3 separate regions of the Mus musculus genome follow, and all the other regions are linked to region 2. A link is a contact called in public HiChIP or PLAC-seq and Micro-C data. All regions are on one chromosome and are shown on one strand. Each heading gives the region's core, a stretch centred on a gene start, on an enhancer-like site or on the middle of the called end of the contact. The rest is flanking DNA. Distances are from core to core; before and after follow the strand shown. Region 1 has its middle 24 kb from the start of Lrrc38. Region 2 has its middle 19 kb from the start of Gm52493. Region 3 holds the start of Lrrc38 (leucine rich repeat containing 38).

What was found. A called contact is a pair of places that touch in the nucleus more often than the background predicts. HiChIP or PLAC-seq counts read pairs in DNA pulled down with a chosen protein or histone mark.
Region 1: a contact with region 2 is called in an H3K27ac HiChIP or PLAC-seq map of embryonic stem cells, with 8 read pairs. The contact joins two enhancer-like sites. A contact is called at or near these places in 1 of 39 promoter capture datasets (embryonic stem cells), 13 of 484 Hi-C or Micro-C datasets (the BV-2 cell line, bone marrow-derived macrophages, embryonic fibroblasts and 5 more) and 6 of 115 datasets of contacts at active chromatin or transcription factors (embryonic stem cells, extraembryonic endoderm stem cells and trophoblast stem cells).
Region 3: a contact with region 2 is called in a Micro-C map of embryonic stem cells, with 4 times the contacts expected there. The contact joins the promoter of Lrrc38 here to the enhancer-like site in region 2. A contact is called at or near these places in 1 of 39 promoter capture datasets (stem cell-derived epiblast-like cells), 1 of 484 Hi-C or Micro-C datasets (embryonic stem cells), 2 of 115 datasets of contacts at active chromatin or transcription factors (both in embryonic stem cells) and 2 of 9 other capture datasets (adipose tissue and pancreatic islet).

The regions. Positions count from the first base shown.
Region 1 is chr4:143,323,887-143,326,817 of GRCm38.p6, reverse strand. No RefSeq gene overlaps it. Among named protein-coding and RNA genes, the nearest start is that of Lrrc38, 24 kb to the left of the region's middle. Within about 2 kb of position 1,592, at least 46 of the 459 cell types and tissues checked have an H3K27ac peak or open chromatin away from gene starts, as enhancers often do. A contact at or near this core is called in embryonic stem cells, extraembryonic endoderm stem cells and trophoblast stem cells, where this site is marked.
Region 2 is chr4:143,237,219-143,240,057 of GRCm38.p6, reverse strand. No RefSeq gene overlaps it. Among named protein-coding and RNA genes, the nearest start is that of Gm52493, 19 kb to the right of the region's middle. Within about 2 kb of position 1,352, at least 62 of the 459 cell types and tissues checked have an H3K27ac peak or open chromatin away from gene starts, as enhancers often do. A contact at or near this core is called in embryonic stem cells, extraembryonic endoderm stem cells and trophoblast stem cells, where this site is marked.
Region 3 is chr4:143,348,311-143,351,098 of GRCm38.p6, reverse strand. Lrrc38 (leucine rich repeat containing 38) reads right to left here and starts at 1,349. Exons shown (of 2, transcript NM_001162983.1): 1 at 288-1,349. The coding sequence starts at 930.

The DNA of each region.
Region 1 (2,931 bases), core at 343-2,842, 87 kb before region 2:
CCACTGTGAGCCCAGATAGACGCTTCCTTCTGTAAGTCACTTTTGTCAGGTGTATTATCACAGCAACAGGAAAATAAGCCAGTATGTGTTTTGGGTGTTTGTTTGTTTGTTTGTTTTTACGAGACAGAGTTTCTCTGTGTAGCCCTAGCTGTCCTGGAACTCACTCTGTAGACCAGGCTGGCCTCAAATTCAGAGATCCTCCTGCCTCTGCCTCCCGAGTGCTGGGATTAAAGGCGTGCGCCACCACGCCTTGCTCAGTATGTGTTTTTGAGACAGGATCTCTTGCAGTCCTGGTAAGCCTCCAACCTGATAAATGGGTGGGGATAACCTTGAACTTGCAATTCTAACCTAACCCTAGCACTCACCTTTCTCTGCTTCCTCACTACAGACACAGTGTAACAAGTTGCTTCCTGCTTCTGCTCCGGTGAAGGACTGTCAAAATAAACCCGTCCTTACCTTATTTTTTGTCAGATATCTTGTTCAGCAGAGAAAAACGTAATGAATGGGAAGGGGAGATAGAACATTTGACGGTCCGCAGCTCCAGATGTCCACCCTAAGGTTCCCACTCACACCCTCCTCTCTTTCATCCCTTCCCTCCTCCCCTCCATCCGCCCCTCCGAAGTACTTGACATCTGGATCTTTATTCTGCACACTCAATCTCATCCTGCATCTCTACCTGAAGGACCACAGCCCCTCCCAAGCCCCGAGATCTCTTTTCTTGGTGGCTCACACAGTGTCTACCACAGTGATGCATCACTGCCATCAAATTAAGACATTTGTTAGCCCGGGCCAAGAAACAGGGCTCTGCTGCAGCCATTTAAATCTGAGCCTAGACCTTGACCTGAAAAAGGAGAGTTTATTTCTAAACACCCCAGTGCCTTCCTCTCTCATTAAATGTTTTTTTTTTTTAAGTCACAAAAGGAGAAGAAGCTGACATCCAAGGCTGTGGCACCCAAATTGCAGGCTGTGACTATTGTTTACGCTATATTTGTCCTGTCTCCAGGCATCATCCTGGGGACAGGAAGGAAAGTGCCAAGCCATTGGCTTCCCTGGCCGCAACACCTCTAGCAGAACGAGTTCGTGTTGCCCCCTTGTGGCCAGAATGCGAACCGCACCGACCTCCGAAGTAGAAAAAGCGGTAGAATTTGAAGGTATACGTGTTTTTGTTTTGTTTTGTTTTGTTATTTTAAGCTAGAGAAGGGTGAGCCTTGCTGAGGGCCTCTAGGGCTGGTGGCTTCCATTAGTCTGGACTGCTGTTTATCCTTTGGCTGCATTGAAATCCCACAGCTGCCTGAATAGTAGCTGGGAGAGACCTGTCGTGGACACGCAGCTGGCAACTCCAGTCGAGTGACGGAACTTGGGGCCTTTTAAAACAGCTTTTAATGGCCCCCTTCACAAACCTACTTTATTTACCTACCTGCTGCATGGATGAGGCCTAAGAAAAACCCACATTTAACATGTAATTTAGAGCTAAGTACACGATAGACGTCCGGAGATTTAAAATTAGCCAAGCGAGCTGAATGCTGGGGCGTTCGTTATGCCTGCTTTCAAGCGTCTTAGTGTGTCTGTCAGAGATACATCGCTGGAGGCAGACTCTTGATAAAATAATCAGGCTTTGTCACTCCCGGGAGAAAAGGGGGGGCTGTTCATAAAAGGACCTATTATCACAGTGGCTCTCAGCCCATGTGTCACAACGCCTTTGGGGAGAAAGTGACCCTTTCACAGGGGTCACAGGTTAGATATCCTGCATATCAGATATTTACATTATAATTCATAACAGTAGCAACATCACAGTTATGAAGTACCAGCGAAAATAATTTTATGGTAAGAGGTCACTGTTGGTCTTCCTGTTTGAATCAGAAGGTATCCTGGGATTTGAAAGTCCAGGGACCAAACAGTTCTGAGGTGGGAGAGTGTCCCATGGGAAGGGCATCCTGAGGACATGGAGACCCAGGGACCTTATGGCTCTGAGAGGAAGCCTCCTCAGCATTGTAGCTCGCAGAGGAGGGATCCCCAGCTGAACTGAGGTGCTCAGTAGTCTCGGCCCTGCTTGTCTCGGCTTCTTTCCTTTGTCTCCTCGTTGCTTCTTGTCTTTTTCCAATGAGAGTCACACCCGTCAGTAAATGTCAGAAAAGAGATTTATTGGAGGGTCCAGGGTGTGGAGGGATGAATCCAGGAGTGGCTGCCCAGAGAATCAGACAAAGGGAAGTGCTTACATAGGGGATCTTGGGGGTGGCGGGGGGGGGGGGGGGGGGGGGGGGGGAGTCGGGGGGGGGGGGGCGTAACTTCCTAGGGTGGAGATTTCCAGGGTGAGGATTGGTGGGATTTCAAGCCCTGAGCTTGGGTGAGCTCAGGCTTGGTGGGGTTTCCTGTTCAGGGATTGGTGGCTTTTCTTCAGACTTTTCATCCAAAATTAGCATAATCTGGGGAGGGTCCCGTTGAGGGGCTGTAGATGACCTTGTGGCTGTTACAGAAGCTGGAAACACAGTTCTAACCGTTAGGGAGGTCTGGGGGGGAGGGGCCTGACAGCTGAAGCTACTCAGGCCCAGGCCTTTCTTGCCTTGAGGGTTTACTAAGGTTGCAAAGTATACAAAGTTTACAAAAGTATACAACATTTACAAAGGGAGTCTAAGCTTTCGCTGAGTGGCTTGAATATCTAACAGTCACCACAACATGAGGGACTATATTAAATGGCCATAGCCTTAGAAAGGCTGAGAACCACTGTGTTATTCCAAACGTCCTCCATCAAAGTCAGTCAGAAGGGTTGTCTGTGTGCCCATGACACACACTGGGGTGTCCTGTGGTTTGCACAGATTAACGTGAGATCCAGAGTGATTTCCCAAATATTTTTAAATATTTGATTTTATGAACATAGCCCAGCCAGTTAGCTTTCAAAAATCAAGGCTCTCTTCTGTCCTGTCCACCATCCTA
Region 2 (2,839 bases), core at 103-2,602:
AAAATGGGGAAATATCTTACCCCAGTGTGGGTAATGTGTGCTGGGCAGCCCTATCTCATCCTGTAGTTAAACATTCATAACGCAGGATTGTGGACCACTGACTTCCTGGCACAAGCCAATCAGAAGCCGACCCCTGTGACCTCCCCAGCACCCACCAATGAAATTTTAGATTACCTAACCCACTCTCTAAATATAGCAGAACTAACTAACATAGTAGCCAATCAAAGTTCTACTAATGTCACTGTTTGGCTCCTACCAATCCCATTCCAGATTACCTACTCCTTCTAGAGAGTTTCCCTGCTTCCCTACAAGAAGGCCTTTGGGCCTTTGTCTGAGGTCGCCATTTTGGAGAATGGTTGACCCGCACCTGCTGGTCGTTTCTATAGAATCAACCCTCTCTGTCTTTGTGCACTGAGTCTGGGGTCTTCCTTCAGCGCTTTTCGGACCCTTACAGTGCAGGAGTTACAGGCAACTGTGAACAACCCAGGTCGGGTGCTGGAAGCTGAACTTGGGGCCTCTGCCATTTCTCTAGCCCTGAAAAATCGTTTGATAAAACCCACCCTCAAGCTGTACAACCTTCAAGATTGGTGTACATCCTTTATAGTCCTCTCTCTTCAGCCTAAAGGGTTCTCCGCCTGGCTCTCCCTGCACCACCTCAGGTCTTCCATCTGTGGCTCCCCCAAGCCCCACCTCTCCCCCGCTCCCCCAAGCCCATGCCAAATCCTGTCAGGAAATTGCACCATCTTTCAGCCCTTTCATAATCCTTTCTTGTATCTAAAGCATGGGCCCCAAACTTCACTCTGTACAAAGCAGCATGGCAGGGTAAAAAAAGCCCAGAGGAACCAGCTCACCCCCAACTGTCCTGGACTCGGCTGACTTTAGCACTGATAGGCGGGTGTCCCAGAAATTTTTTCAGCTCTTACAGACAGTCAGACAAGAGATTTTACCTCTTTAAAAGGCAACCTCCGTATTCTATCTCCTGTCATCTTAACTCTAACACACCTCAGCATCTTAAACAAAACCAAATCAACCCCCTCCAAAAAACCCACAAAACCAAAAATTAAATGTAATTGTCCCACTTGGCCACGAGGCGGCGCCATGGTCTACATAAACGGCATTGCTATTAGAAAGGAACAAAATAGTTCAGAATAGCAGGAAATTTAAAAAGCTGTCAATGTTTATGTTTAGAAAGAGGATGAAAGGAGGAAGAGGGAAAAGGCGATTAAATGAATGTTATTTCTGCTGCTAAATTCGAAAACAAAACAAGATAATGCTGACACTGGCCGTCCAGTGACCTTGTGAAGTGAGAAAACCGATAAAGTAGCCTGAGGTCACAAAACCGTGTCATAACTGGAAAGTCTGGAACTTTCCGCAGGTTTCAAAGGTCTATCTGCAGCTGAGCAGTAAGGGAAAATAGATTGGAGCCAATGCTGCGTAAGTAAAGGAGATTTTGGTGTGCATCCTTAATGGGGAGGTGGAGGAAGTGACAGCTAAGACATGTTCAGGATTCCAAGCCACCAGCTTTAGTTACCTTTTTACAGCTCTGACAAAAACACCGCGATCCCCGACCCCCGCGGCGGCGACTTATAAAAGAAAGCATTTAGCAGGGCGTGGGGCCACCATTTTACATTCCATTGCTTGCGAGGCAGAGGCAGGCGTGTCTGTGATTTTTGAGGCCGGCAGGATTTACACAATAAATTCCAGAATAGCTACCTGAAACTTCCCCCATTACTCATGCAGAAACTATCTCCACGTGCTAATCACTTGCAAATCAAACAATATTATCTGTAAGGAAGTCTCCTTTCAGTGGCCAACAAAGAACTCAATGTTTTTTTGGAGGTGACTTGTCTCATAATGTCACATTAGGACTCTGTATTTTTTTTTAATTTTACTTTTATTTATTTTTACCCTACAGCTTTTACATATATATAATATGTAAAATATTATATATATATATATAAAACGACTTCCATCTTTGGGTTTTTATTGGATTCCTGAATGTGCAAACAAGTGTGTCACTGTGTCGTCTAGATCTGTTTCTTGTGGCTTCCCTTGGGTTCTTTTCCTTCTGTGTGTTTCCTTTGCCCTATTCTTATCTGAATATTATTTTGTTATTATTCCTTAGATGCCAGTTTGTCTTCCAATGAAGGGGGAAGGTAGATCCAGATGGGGAGGGACTGGTGGGGGGGGTAGAGGGAAGGGAAACCATAATCAGAATATATTGTATGAAAAAAAATCTGTTTTCTTTTTTCTTTTTCTCTTTCTCTTTTTTTTTTTTTTTTGGACAGGGTTTTTGTCCTGGAACTCACTCTGTAGACCAGGCTGGCCTCGAACTCAGAGATCCGCCTGCCTCTGCCTCCCAAATGCTGGGATTAAAGGTGTGCACCACCACCACCCAGTTTGGAAATAAGTCTTTAATTCAGTTAAATTTAGATTCTTTTCTGATTTTCTTACCCCTACATAGTCTAAGAAAATGAATTTTATTTATCCTTATCTCCACCCACCCCCCTTTGAAGAAAAACCTCTACAATAACGTTCCCTGTGACGTGGAGTTGACTCCCAGTTTCTGCCTTCTTGACATCCATAGTCTGAGAGATAGGCCGAGCTGTCAGGATAATGACTCTGCTCCACGGTGTCTCATCTGAGACAATTAGAGCATCGGGACTGTGCACTAGGTGGCTGTCTCTGTCATCGTCTGCTTGCCCATCATGGTTAGAACTAGGCTACTTTTTTTTTTTTTTTTTGTATTGCAAACTCTCCCTTCCCTTCCCCACAGGTATATTTTTATCCAAGACAGCATTCCTCTAACTCAAGGCTTAAAAACGGAAGCCCATCTGAT
Region 3 (2,788 bases), core at 100-2,599, 110 kb before region 2:
CCTAAAAGCTCCCAGAGAGGATGTGGACCATGATGATGGAGAAAAGGTGGGTAATAAGTGAAGAAAGAGAAACTTGAGAGAGTTCCGGGTGTGTTCTTTTAACACTCGTTGCCAACACATCTCAGACTTTCAGACAGCTGGTCTTATGGAGTTACACCACAGGGGTCCTCGTTCAGGGGACTTTCTGGTGAGCCCCAAAACGAGGCCTCACACATCCTGACCGTGCTGGATTCCTCCAGCGTTCCCTACCAGACCCAGCCTTGGCTTCCAGCCACCCTCTGGCTCACCTTTGGGCAATTTGGATGTGTTCTCCTGAATCCAGGAGAAGAGGTGAGCGAAGTCACAGTCACACAGCCAGGGGTTCCCGTCCAGGCGCACAGTGCGCAGTGCCGGCAGCGCATCCAAAGCCGCCACGTTGAGGCTGCGCAGGTTGTTGTCGTTGAGTTCCAGCACCTGCAAGGACTCCAGGCTCTCGAAGGCAGCCTCATGTACACCGGCCAGATGGTTGTTGGCCAGGCTCAGCTTGACCAGCCTCCCCGCCGAGCGGAAGGCGCCGGCCCCCAGCTGGGTGAGGTTGTTGTAGCTCAGGTCCAGAAAGGCCAGCTTGCCCGAGCCGCTGAACGTGCCCTCCTCCAGCGAGCGCAGCGAGTTGTTCCTGAAATCCAGATACACCAGATCTCCATGGAAGATGAAGAAGTCCTCGGGGATCTGCTGGATGCGGTTGCCGGCCACTAGCAGCTTGCGCACGTCCAGGGGGAAGGGATCGGGCACGCTGGGCAGCCCGCGATCGCGACAGTCCACGGTATGGGGGTCGGTGCAAGCACAGCCCGCGGGGCACGCGCGTCCCGGCCCGAGCAGCACCAAGAGGCTACCGAGCCCCAGCGCCGCAGCAGCGCCCGTGGGGTGGCGGGGGGCAACGCAGAGACTCATGGCCCGGGGGACTCCGGAGGACTCAGCTCGCAGCAAGGAGGACGCAGCGGGGCCCTGGCTCCGGGGCGCCGAGAGCCCCAGGGCAGCGGCGCAGGGCGGGGAGGCTGCGCCGGGGCGCGCGGGGGCGATGAGAGTGCGGCGGGGACAGAGCGACCCGGGGTGTCCGGGAGGCGGGGAGGGAGGAGGAAGATGAGAGGTGCTGGGCGCAGAATTTACCCGCACAGGAAACTGACCCTCTGGAACATTCAAAAGCACAGGTGGAGATCGTGGAGGGAGCCCAGAGCGACCCCACTCGGGCGGGGAAGTGGGACCTGTCGCACAGACCTGGCCAGCGGTGCTCAAGACTAAGTTCAGTGACGGATCCCTGGAGCGATTTCCATGGGGCGTGTCTGGGGCATGCGCCCAGAGCGCCACCCTCATCTCTGCCAAAGGGTCCCAGGTCACTCTAACTCGAAGTCCTGAACAAAGCCCGCAGGCTGTCAAGTCCCCGCCTGGGGCTGCGAAGTTGAGCTTTGGCTAGGCTCCAGGATGGTTGGGCTTCCCCTTCGACCCCCTCCTCCCACCTGCTTTTGCCCCACCTCCTGCAGGAGGAGGGTGTGAGCTAGGCGGGTGGCTGCCAAGGTCCCGCTGTGACTGGAAGGATAGCCAGGGCCAGTCAGCGTTTTCCATGCTGGTCCTGAGCTTGGAGATAGAACTGATTATCCTCCCAACACGAATCTTCTGTAGCTCTGAGCAAGGCCAAAGCAAGAGGTACTGGGGCAGTTTGGTGACCTGCAACCAGAGCCTCCAAGCGCCCCCTGAACTCCTGTGGAACCATCTGTGAAAAGGCAAGGGTGGGGACATCTCACCGCTCCCTTTGAGGACTGAAGAAGGCCAGAAGCTGTGTTTAGGAGTTACCAACCCTTCTTTCCCCATCAACCCTTCATTTTGATGGCCCAGGAAAGTGATCTGGTCAGAGAGATGCCAACGCTTAGAGCCCAGCTCCTCAGAGGTGAGGTTGGTCTTAGACAGTGATAGAATTCCTTCCCTGCCATTCCTCAAACCAACCCCGTATTCTACTCCTCTGCCGGGCTTTGAATGTTTGCTTTTTGGAAAAGCCCCTACACTGCTACAGGCAAATCGCCCTGCAGGTGGCTATTTTAATCCTAACACCCTGGAACCGAGAAGCTCAGCCCCTGGCCCAAAATAACCCACGGAACAGCTGTCAGTTACTGGCCCCCATTGACCCTGCCCCATCCCCTGGCACTGCTGGGGATTGGTGGAGCCAGCTATTCCGAAGCCTCAGAGCTAAGTCTGGGTATTTTTTTTCCCAGTTTGGAAGGGAGTTGGATGACCTCTTTTTCCAGTTTGGAAGCCAGTTGGTGCCTCTGAGCCAGGGATCAGGCAGTTGAGCCTTTGGGACAGAGCCAAAGGCCCAAGAACTTGCATGAGTTCCAGGAGGGGCTGGGTGTTGGGCCCCCTCAATCGCTCTTCCCTTGCACACACCCTGGCCACCAAGCTAGACCTACAGCCCCTGTCTTGTGTTCCGATTCTCACCAGGTCAACAGAATGTCTTGCAATTCCCAGTTTCCGGGGCTCTGCCTTTTGAAGAGGCAGTATAGGGTAAGAAAGGACTAGGGTGGGTGAAAGTACCTTAGCTACATTGATGTTGTTAAGGATGCAAGAAGGCAGCCAGAAAGAGCATGTGCCACCACTCTAAACTCTGCAAAAGCATCCTGAAAAGAATATTCTTGCTCTCTTTCAGCCTCAGGTTCTGTTCTGGGCTGGCAGAGCTGTAGGTTTAAATGTGTTCAGGTGTCTTCCTGTCAAGGGGTCTGGCTAGCTGCAGTCCTACACTGAGAGTCAGAGCCCCAATCCT